Linked DNA regions of Triticum aestivum: region 1 is linked to region 2. Evidence: chromatin contacts called from public Hi-C data. All regions are on one chromosome and are shown on one strand. The core of a region is the stretch at or near the end of the contact, and the rest is flanking DNA. Distances in the headings are between cores, read along the strand shown.

Evidence for each region. A called contact is a pair of places that touch in the nucleus more often than the background predicts.
Region 1: a Hi-C map of leaf shows a contact between it and region 2, with 4 times the contacts expected there. The contact joins the promoter of LOC123061872 here to the enhancer-like site in region 2. A contact is called at or near these places in 2 of 5 Hi-C or Micro-C datasets (both in leaf).

What each region holds. Positions count from the first base shown.
Region 1 is chr3A:503,463,327-503,468,665 of IWGSC CS RefSeq v2.1, forward strand. It overlaps LOC123061872 (putative protein TPRXL), which reads left to right and starts at 3,432. Exons shown (of 5, transcript XM_044485155.1): 1 at 3,432-3,704; 2 at 4,466-5,053. The coding sequence starts at 3,610.
Region 2 is chr3A:502,970,914-502,976,205 of IWGSC CS RefSeq v2.1, forward strand. No RefSeq gene overlaps it. Among protein-coding and RNA genes, the nearest start is that of LOC123061869, 21 kb to the left of the region's middle. Within about 2 kb of position 3,943, at least 8 of the 8 cell types and tissues checked have an H3K27ac peak or open chromatin away from gene starts, as enhancers often do. A contact at or near this core is called in leaf, where this site is marked.

The DNA.
Region 1 (5,339 bases), core at 2,182-4,681, 490 kb after region 2:
TCCATGGCGGCGGAGGTGCGAGAGCCCTTCGAGATTGGATCTCTCTCTCTCTCTCTCTCTCTCTCTCTCTCTCTCTCTTTCTGTTTCTCTTCTGTTTCGCGACCCTGCTTTCTGGCCTTTCACCGTTTCTTAAATTTCCGGAGATCTGTAACTCCGATTGGGCTGAAATTTTAACACGATTTTTATCCGGATATAAGCTTCCTTGCGGCCGAAGGACACCTCCAACCGACCTACGGGTGGCCACAAGCTTGCCAGCGACGCCCTGGTAGGGGGCACCCCTTGAGCTTGTGGGCCCCTCGAGCCATCTCATGTTCGTTCCATTTCCCCAAAATCACATATATTCCAAAAAAATCTCCGTCGATTTTTATCGCCTTTGGACTTAGTTTGGTATGGATATTCGGCGAAACAAAAAATATGAAACAAACAGGAACTGGCCACTAGATCAATATGTTAGTCCCAAAAGATAATATAAAATGTTGCCAAAAGTATATGAATGTTGTAGAATATTGGCATGAAACAATCCAAAATTATAGATACAACAGAGATGTATCAAAGAGCTACTGATGGTGTCCCGCATTGGGGTTGGCTCACTTAAGGGAGCATGGCCTCGATACCCACCGGGGCCCACCTGGCCCAGAACAGAAGGGAAGCCCTAAAGGAGCGTCAGAGACCCTCGTGTCCTCCAAGACTAAGGGTGACGACACCCAGATCACATCTACTGCCATGTAAACCCCAGACCTCCCTACCTATATAAAGGATGATCGGGAACCCCTCTAGATCATCTATATCCAGATAGACAAACTCTCGGTAGCAATCTCATACACCATTGTAACCCATCGCATGAGGTATCCCTCCGCCTTGAATAACGAAAGCAAGTAGGATGTAGGGTATTACTCTACGGAGGACCGAACCTAGATAAACCCTCTGTGCGATCTCTGACCTAAGACTTCCAGCTGCACTTGGACCCCTATCGAGGGACCTAACAGTATTTTGCACCGTCACCGGGAACTTCTTGCATTCATGGAATTTTGCATGAACTCTAAACCAAAAGGTTGATCCTTTTTGCTCTGCCCCAATCTTGGGATATTGTCCAATGTCCTTCCAACTATCACAAATGAGCCCGCTTCATCCTTTGTGTATGCCTTCGTTTGAATGTTTTGCCGTCTCTTCTTTTGCTCATTGCTTGATGAGTGAGCTTATCAGCAAACAAATGCCCCCCCTCGATGTACACTTAATCTTCTTCCTCTTGCTCGTACTCGTGTGGCTATTCTTGGCCTTGTGTGAAGGTGTGGGCCATGCCCTCTTGGCCTTGCGTGGAGCGGCCGCGCCCATCTTGGCTTTGGTTCTCATTGTGATCGAAGCCCTGTCACCTTTGCCACCCTCTAAAATGATGTTCTTCATGATGAACTCATTGGCCTGGTCATCTTGTGTTGATGCCGGCATTTAGTCGAACAGTCGGCGGGCGTCAGGACGGTTGCCGGTAGGGATCTTACGCGCCCGCTTCCTTTGCCCCTCGGTGGACAACCCGCCGGCCACAGGCGTGGCGTTGAGGTTGATGGACGTGGGTGTAGGGGTGACCACCCTCACACTCCCTTCCACGCGAGGTGGAGAAGCGGGTTGTGTTGGGGATAAGTTGGGCGTCCGCAGTGTGGGGGAGGTGCGAAGTGCCTCCGCCCGTGGCGGACGGGAAACCGACGTCCCCGTGGGCATGGCGGCAGCGACTAGAATGGCCGTCTCGGCGCTGCCATGGCTGAACCCTAGAATCATTAGGGCTTGTTGTGTGGCTTGGCGGCGAGGGGCTCATTCTCCTCGATGGTGCCTCCTGTCATGCGGTGCGCGGCTTGTACCTTCCTCTGGCTAGCCCTCTCCGCCGATTGTATTGTCTGTTGCTCCCGTGTCTGCTCCTTCTTGGGCTGCTTCTTATGGGTGAAGCGGGGCTTGCCGGCCACGCCGTCGACCATGGACAACGGGGGCGGCGGGGTTTGGCGCGTCGGCCATGGTGAGAAGGCGGGAGGGTTTTGAGAGAGAATGGAGAAAATGGGGTGGATGTGCTACTGTGTGGCGGGGGCAAGGGGGGGACAAGGGCGGCGTCACGCACGCCCACGCAGACAGAAACCCGATCATATTTGAACCGAAAATGGGTTGCAGATGGATAAAAAATAGACGCACGTCCATCTGCATCGACACGTTGAGCCGAGGTTTATGTCTGTTTCAATCCAAATAAACGCGCGCTGTGACAGAATGGGTCGTGTGATTGGAGTTGCTCTGCCTATGCGTCTCACAATTCATACAAATTATGGAGTCTGCAAATATAACCACTCTACCAGAGTTTGCCCCTAAAAATTCCTCCCCACGCCCAAATGTTGCTGCCTGCTCTGGTTCGCTCCTCGGGTGCGAAAGTCGTGCGTGCCGATCACGGCGACGATGCACAACCGCCTGCCTCCTCACGTCCCCCGTCCGCTGCCTATGCGGTACGTCGTATAGCTGGCCAAACGGGTCGGGATAGTTGGGCCGGCCCGGTAGCACGGCCGGCACGGCACGGGCCTGGCACGGCACGACACGTGCTAAACGGGCCAGGCCCGGCACGCGGCACGCCATGGGCCGTGCCTGGGCCTGAAGGGCGAGCACGCGGGCCGGCACGGCACGGCCCGATTAACTTTTTTATATTTTTTATGTATTCTAATATGGGCCAACAGGTAAAAATAGGCTAAAACGCTCAATGCGCAAAATAGGAGGTAGATTAGTGGGCCTGGCGTGCCGGTGGGCCGGCCCGATTAGCATACGGGCCGTGCCTGGGCTGCAGGCTGCAGCACGCGGGCTGGCACGGCACGGCCCGTATAATAATCGTGCCTAGGCGGGTCGGGCCGTGCCAGGCACAATTAGGATGGGCCGTGCCGTGCCGGGCCGGGCCGGCCCGTTTGGCCAGCTATGGTACGTCGTACCACCACCGTACCGTCGATGTGGCGATCCCATCAAACTCATATCATCCGTCCGTTCAAAACCAGATCGGCGCTCTCTGGCTAATTCGCACACTCATCTGGGAGACCCACCGGCCAGGGAGATGCACTCCCCGTAGACGTGGCACAGCATAACGCAAATGTAAGTGACTGCCATGTGGGACCCAAATGACCAAGCTGTCCTAAATTTCTTTCTTTCTCAATTTAGTTTGCGGTGACGTCTGTTAGCGACGAGATCTCCCAGTGGCTTGAAGGGCAAGAGAGGAGGCCGCACGGATCTCCCCGGCCTTCGTACACAAGAAGCCCACGAATTCTCCGCAAATCACCACACTGCCACGACCCGACGCGGGGGCAGTTTCGGCACCCAAATGCGGTGGCAGAACGGTGGATAGGCAGCCCTACCCGAGGGCAAAAGGGGAACGCCGAGAAAGATAAAGCCTCTATTTGGACCCCCGGCTCTGCTCCCATCGCCATTGCTGCTCTCTCTTCTTCCTCCTCCCACCCTCCCTCCCCGGCTCCTCTTCTTCCCACAAATTTTCCTCGAAATTTCGTGGCCGCCTCCTGTTCGTTCCGTGTAGACGAACGGGGGAGTGATTGCTCGGCGGCAGGAGGAAGGAGCCTGCCTCGAGCGGTTGGCCGGAGGCCAATTTTGATGCGTGGCCTCCTCGAGGTCCACGCGATTGGCAGGGACGCCGCGTCGACGAGCTCATCGAGACTGAAGGCCGTTCCCGCATTGGACATGATGAGGTAGCCGGCAGATCTCCGTGTTCTCTCCCCTCTCCATCTTCGTGCTCTTCTTCTTTCCTTACATCCGTGTCTGTTTCTGTTTGTGTTCAGATCGACGCGTGCGCTGTTTCCATCTTGCGTGCGTTTGATTTTTGGTTCCGGCTTCTGTTTTCCTTTGGTTGGTGATGGATTTCATCTCTTCGCCTGTCCTCGGCCGCAACCGGCCGGCCTTGTAAATTTCTCACCTTTCATGCGTTTACTTTGTTGTAATCTGGCCGCCGCCGCCGTCTGAGTTTCTGGATTTTCCCTTCTTCTTCTTGCGGTTTGGTTGATCTGTGCTTTGGTGTTTCGATTCTGAGTATGCCAATTTACGCGGTTGCGTTTGGCTCCTGATGAATGATTCGGCGTTCTTAATCTCTGTATGTATTTCGCAGTCTTCTGCTCGTGCTCTGAATACTTCCTGGTCGTCTTCTCCGTTCGTTTCCGATGCTCTTGTCCGGCTGTTTGGTCCGAATGACAAGCATCCTGCCGTTTCTTCTTGGCTGCATCTAAGGCTCTCTTCGTGTGAAGATTGGAGTTCATGGTTCATGGCCGAAGTGTTTTCGTGTTCTTCGTGCTTACCATCCCGATTCTGCCGGCCGTTGAATTTTGCGGTCGTTTTGTGATCGGTCCGCCGTGTTCTTCTTTTCATTTCATCGGCAACTCCATGGCCGCCGATTTGTTACTTACATTTTGCAGCAGATCCCTTCGTCCGGCCAAATCGCTAACCCGCGTCGCTGCAGGTACCAAAGGCTCAGCCCGGACTGCCTCCCGCTCGCCAACGGTGGCGGCAGCGGCGGCGTCGCACGCAAGCCGGCCTCGAGATCCTTCAGAGACGACGAAGGCCCGGCGGCCGCAACCGACGGTTCCCGACTGGCCTCGTACCTCGCCGCCTCCCAGGCGGACTCCAAGGCGCCGGTGCGGGCACGTGCGCCGCAGCCGCCGTCGTCGTCGGCCGCGCGGAGCCCAGCGCGGGACCACGGCCAGCACCACCCCTCAGACTCCTCCGACACGGCCTCCCCGAGCTCCACCGGCGCGGGCACAGGCGCGGTCGGCGGCGACGTGCTGCTGCAGTGGGGGCACAACAAGCGGTCCCGCTGCCGGCGCGACTCCTCCGCGGCGTCCTCGTCGGCGTCGCCGTCCTCGCAGCGTCGGCAGGCCCTGGGCAACGGCAAGATCCAGCGGCGCGCGTCGGCGCCGGCGCCGGCGGAGAAGCTGATGCCCCCTCCTCCGGCCACGATCACGCGGGGGTCCAACCTGAGGTCCTCGTCGTCCTTCCCGCCGCGCGCCGCCGGAGCAGACGCCAACCACCAGCCTCCCCACCACAGCAGGTACGGCCTCGTGTCCCCGTCCCGTCTCGTCTCGTAGATCCTGGCCTCGCGTCCCCGCTCCTCTCCCCTATTTCTCGCCGGTTTTAGCCGGCGACCGTGACCCTTTTTCCGTTGCCGCTTGTGCCCCCGAGGAAAGGGAAGCTACCGGGCCGCTCGGCCATCTTGTTCTTGTTGCTGGAGTCGTGGGATCGTGGGCGTTATTTATTCGCGTGGTGTTTTCGGCGTTCGGGTTTGGGCCTCTTTTGTGTTTCTGGTGAGCTGTGCCGCCCGCCCGTCTTTTAGCACC
Region 2 (5,292 bases), core at 2,693-5,192:
ATCTTCTATGACTGTGAGCCCCCATTAATTATTTTCAAGCTTGATCAAGTAGTTGATGTTGGACAAGGAGGACAACATAATGGGTTATGTTTGTTTATATTCACATAGAAATTATATTGTCATGAATCCTCTAACATGTGGTGCTTGCTCATAATCTTTTGCTAGCCAAAACTTTGTAGCAAGTACATATACTACTTGTGCATCCAAAAAAACTTAAACCCTGTTTCATGCCATGAAAGTCCGCCATATCTACCTATGGATTGAACAAGATCCTTCAAGTAAGTTTTCATTGGTGCAAAAAGCAATAAAAATTGCTCCAAAATATGTATGATCTTTTATTGCAAGGGAAAATAAGCTTTGTATGAACTTGTGATGCTAAATAAATAAAAGGGACGGACTGCATAATAAAGGTTGTTATCACAAGGGGCAATATAAAGTGATGTTCCTTTGCATTAAGGGCTTGCACATCCAAATGAAAAAAGTGCATGACAATCTTTGCTTCCCTCTGCGAAGGGCCTATCTTTTCAGTTTTTACTTTTATGCAAGAGTCAATAGTATTCATTCTCATTTCAACCTCAATTATTCTCCACTTGGCAAGCATCATGTGGTAGGGAATTATCCAAGCACATATATCCAGTTGGATATAGGTAATCACGAGTTACTATCTTGACATTATCCTTGAGATAAATAAGTTGGGAGGCGAAACATTAAGTCCACATCTTCCTCTGTGTCCAATTGAAACAACTTGTTCTAAAAATATGCTTTGAGTGTCAGCAATCATGGAAGACTAAATGATAGTTGAGTATGTGGAATTTGCTAAATCAAACATCTTACATAGACCCATCCTGAAAATAAGATGAATTGTAATTATTTGATGACTAAGAACATAGTTTGTTAGTTTTCAAGAAATTGTATAGTCTATACTTTAACTTGTAAATAGCTTGCTACTTTATCATGATGAGTTTTTTAGAAAGAGTTGGTGTTTATGATGCTAAAAAAATGATTAGAATTATCAGTGATCAAACTTGTGCACTATTCTATCATTCACACTTCATATATTTTTTTATCATTTACCTACTCGAGAACGAGCAGGAATTAACCTTGGGGATGCTGATACCTCTCCGATGCATCTATAATTTATGAAGTATTCATGCAATGTTTACAATAATTTTATATGATTTTGGTGCACTTTTATATGACTTTTATGGACTAACTTATTGATCCAATGCCCAATGTCAGTTCCTGTTTTCCGCTTGTTTTTTGTTTCGCGGAAAATCCATAGCCGACAAAGTCCAAATGTGATAAAATTTCACGGAGATTTGTTTTGGAATATATGTGATCTTTGGGAAAGAGAATCAATGCAAGACGTTGCCTGAGGGACCCACAAGGCAACACGGCATGCCCTACCCCACAGGACGTGGGGTGATGCCTTGTGGGGCCCTCGTAAGTTGGTTGGAGCCCTACTTCAGCAGCAAGGAAGCTTATATCGAGAAAAATTCATGTCAAAATTTCAGCCCGATCGGAGTTACAGATCTCCAGAACAGTTTTCGGCTAGAAACAAAGTCGCAAAAACAGAAGACAACAGAGAGATCCAATCTGGGGGAGAACTACCTCTCTCCTAGAGGGCCAAGGAAGAAGAAGGAGGGGGGGCCTTACCCTCTCCTCCGGTGGCACCGGAACGCCACGGGGGACATCTTCTCCAATCACCATCACCACCAACTTCTCCTCCGTTCTCATGGTGATGTGTGAGTATTTCATCCTCGAGGCTGAGGGTATGTACTAATAGTGCTATTTGTTTGATCTCTCTCTCTCTCGTTCTTGATTTGGCACGGTCTTGATGTACCATGAGCTTTGTTAATGTAGTTGGATCATATGGTGTTCTTCCCTCTCTATCTTTTTTTGCAATGGATTGAGTCTTGCCCTTTGAGGTTTCGTTATTGTCGGATTGAATATTAGATTTGAGATCACTTGATGTATGTTTTGCATGCGGATACCCATTGTAACAATGGGGTATTCTATAGAGTCACTTGATGTATGTTTTGGTAATCAACTCGCGGAATCCCGACATGACATTGGGGTAATCTAGGCACATAGGTTGATACACGTTTTCGTCCTACTTTCTCTGATAGAAACTTTGGGGGTACCCTTTGAGGTTCTTTGCGCTGGATTGAATATTATGAATCTGAATTATTTGGTGTTATTGTAGTATGAACTCTAGGGTTGTTTGTGATACTTATAGGGATGGCTTAATAGATTGATCAGAAAGATAACTTTGAGGTGGTTTGCTACCTACAACATTTTCATCTTATGTTCTCTGCTATTGATAAGAACTTTAGAGTGATTCTTTGTCGCACGTTGAGGGATGGTTATATGATTCAATTATGTTAGCACTATTGAGGGATTGCACTAGTGAAATTATGAACCCTAGGCCTTGTTTCTACGCATTGATATGCTGTTTTTATCATTGTTTGCTACTTGCTACCTTGCTATTTTTATTATTTCAGATTACAAAAACATATATCTACTATCCAGACTACACTTGTATAACCATCTCTTCACCGAACTAGTGCATCTATACAATTTACCATTGTATTAGGTGTGTTGGGAACACAAGAGATTTCTTTTATTTAATTGCAGGGTTGTTTGAGAGAGAGAGAGAGAGAGAGAGAGAGAGATCTTTACATTCTTGCAAATGGCATGTTTTACCTTGTCTACTGCCTATATTCTTGTCATGCTTGCTTGAGATGTATTTGTAACGCTCGGATAATTAAGATACAGTAATCCCTGCTAATGATGACATGTCACCCCTGTTACTCTTACTAATCTCGCGTTGATTCAAAACCGATCTAAAATTCAATTCAAAGATGAAGTCAAACAATAAAAGTTTTCAAACATTAAAACTAAAATGTTCTAGATGCATGTGACAAATAATTCATAGGTAATAATGATGGAGAAATCGCATTTTTGTAAAATGTTTAAATGCTTAGATAAAAAACAATAGCAAAAACAATTAATTAAATGCCTTTTACAATTAATAGAATATTAAAATATTTTATTTAGTTGCCCAAAACTAATGGGGTAGTAGCATATTTATTAACACTAAAATAGGGACTAATTTTATATTTTATAAAACTATAATAAATAGAAATAAAGTATAAACAGGAAAATAAAATAAAATAAATAAAAGAGAAAAACAAAAACAAAAATAAAAGACCCCCTCGGCCAACCGGCCCAGCTCGCCACTCCAGCTGAGCCGGCCCAACTCCCGCCTCTGGCCTCCTTATCCCCCCACTCACCGAACCCTAACCCCACGCGCACACACACCCCTCGTTCCCCTCTCCTCCCCCTCCCCCCGATATGGATCGGGGCGACGACCCCGATGCCCCGCCACCGTCGCCGTCCCAGGAGCCGCCACGCTGTCGCCGGACCTTGCCGCCGCCTCTCGTCTCCTCACCAAACAGCCTTCCCACGCCTCGCCGCCCCCTTCCCTTCAACGTCGGTGAGGCCGGGCTCCTCTCCCCTCGGCCCCACGGTCACCGCCACCCCACACTGTCCCGCTGTGTTCCGCCCGCTCACGACACCTGCTCCTCGGCCCGCTGCGGCCTCCCTGCCCTGTCGTGGCCCACCCGTTCGTCGGCCCGACCGCACCAGCCCAGCTTCGCCCCGCTTGTTGCCCGCCGCTCCTCCCGCATCCCATGCTCCCGCCCGCCGCTGCTGTAGCGCGCGCGCGACTGCGCCTGCCCGTGGCCTCGTCTCGGTCGCTCCCTGCTGCCTCCCTTCCCTCACCGTCGTGCCATGGCCACCTCCATCGCCCGGCGCCCACACGCTCGCGCGCTCGGGCTCGGCCTGTGCCCCGTAGTGCCGCATCGCGCCGTCCCTGGCCTGCATCGCCGGCGACCGCGCTGGCCGTCCCAACCAGGGCCTTTGCCCAGTCAGGCCGATGTCGCGTGTGTGCACGTCCATTAACCCGCCCGTGGACTCCTGGGCCACTACCATGTGGGACCCGCCCCAGAAAAACAAAATGTAAATAAAAAATAAGAAAGGAATTAAAAATTAATTAACTTAATTAATTTAGATCAATTAACTTATATTAATTAACGTGTTTAATTAAACTAATTGACTAAACAGATTATGACAGGGGGCCCACCCCGCTGGGTCCCTATGGTCCACATGACAGCCGTTGTGTATATTCTGTGTACTGGGTACCCATAGCATTTTAACATTTATTTTCGAATTAAAATAAATTCAAAAATGTTTTAAAACTTTGAAAATTAATACAAAATAATTCGGAACTCGGATGAAAATACTTTATACATGAAAGTTGCTCAGAAAAATGTGACGATTCCGAATACGCAGCTCGTTCGTTTGTCACACGTCCCTATCATAACGAACACGGAACCGTCCCCCTCCGTTTCATTTGTCCGAAATGCCAAACTCCGAGAATATTCTTTGGTATCACCTAGTACTACGTTAGGTCACCTCTTGTGCCGCTTATTGTCATGTCATGCATCTGTTTGCATTGTATTTATTGTTTCTTCTCCTTCTTCTCTCCGGTAGACTTCGAGACTGACGCCGCTGCTCCTGACGCCGACTATGCTCCTGACGACCCATCCTTCTCCGCAGAGCTTCCAGGCAAGCAAACCTCCTTGATCATCCCGATACCACCTACTTCTTCTCTCTACTGCTTGCATTACAGTAGTGTAGCTGTTACTGCTTTTCGGATGATCCTATTCTGTTGCATAGCATGTCTTTGCTACTACTGTTGTTACCTTTACTTGCAATCCTAAATGCTTAGTCTAGGATGCTAGATTATCACACTACAAAAAAAACACTTCCGTGATGATACGTGTTTGTCACAGAAGGTCACATTTTTTGTCATGCATGTACATCCATGACGATTTTGTGACAGAATCAAAAAAGTCATACCTGTGTTGTCGTAGACATGTTCCATGACAATACCAAAATTATCATCACGGAAGTGTCCACTTCCATGACGATAAATGCCGCGTCATGGAAGTGTTTTCGTCAAGGGTAACCGACACATGGCATCCACCGTAATGGGTCGCCATTAAGCTATCGAGCCCGGTTTTGGATTCGATAACCCGCTAACAGCCACGACCAATGGTGATTTTCCATGTGTAAAATTCTCATCATCCCACGGAACCACGTGTCAGCTCCGCGTTAGCACAGATGCCACTCATCCAATGGGTGAGATGCGCCTTTGATATGTTGACATGTGGATCGGCCCAAAAATGGCCCATAAAGATTAAATGGGCCAACCCAACTAAAAGC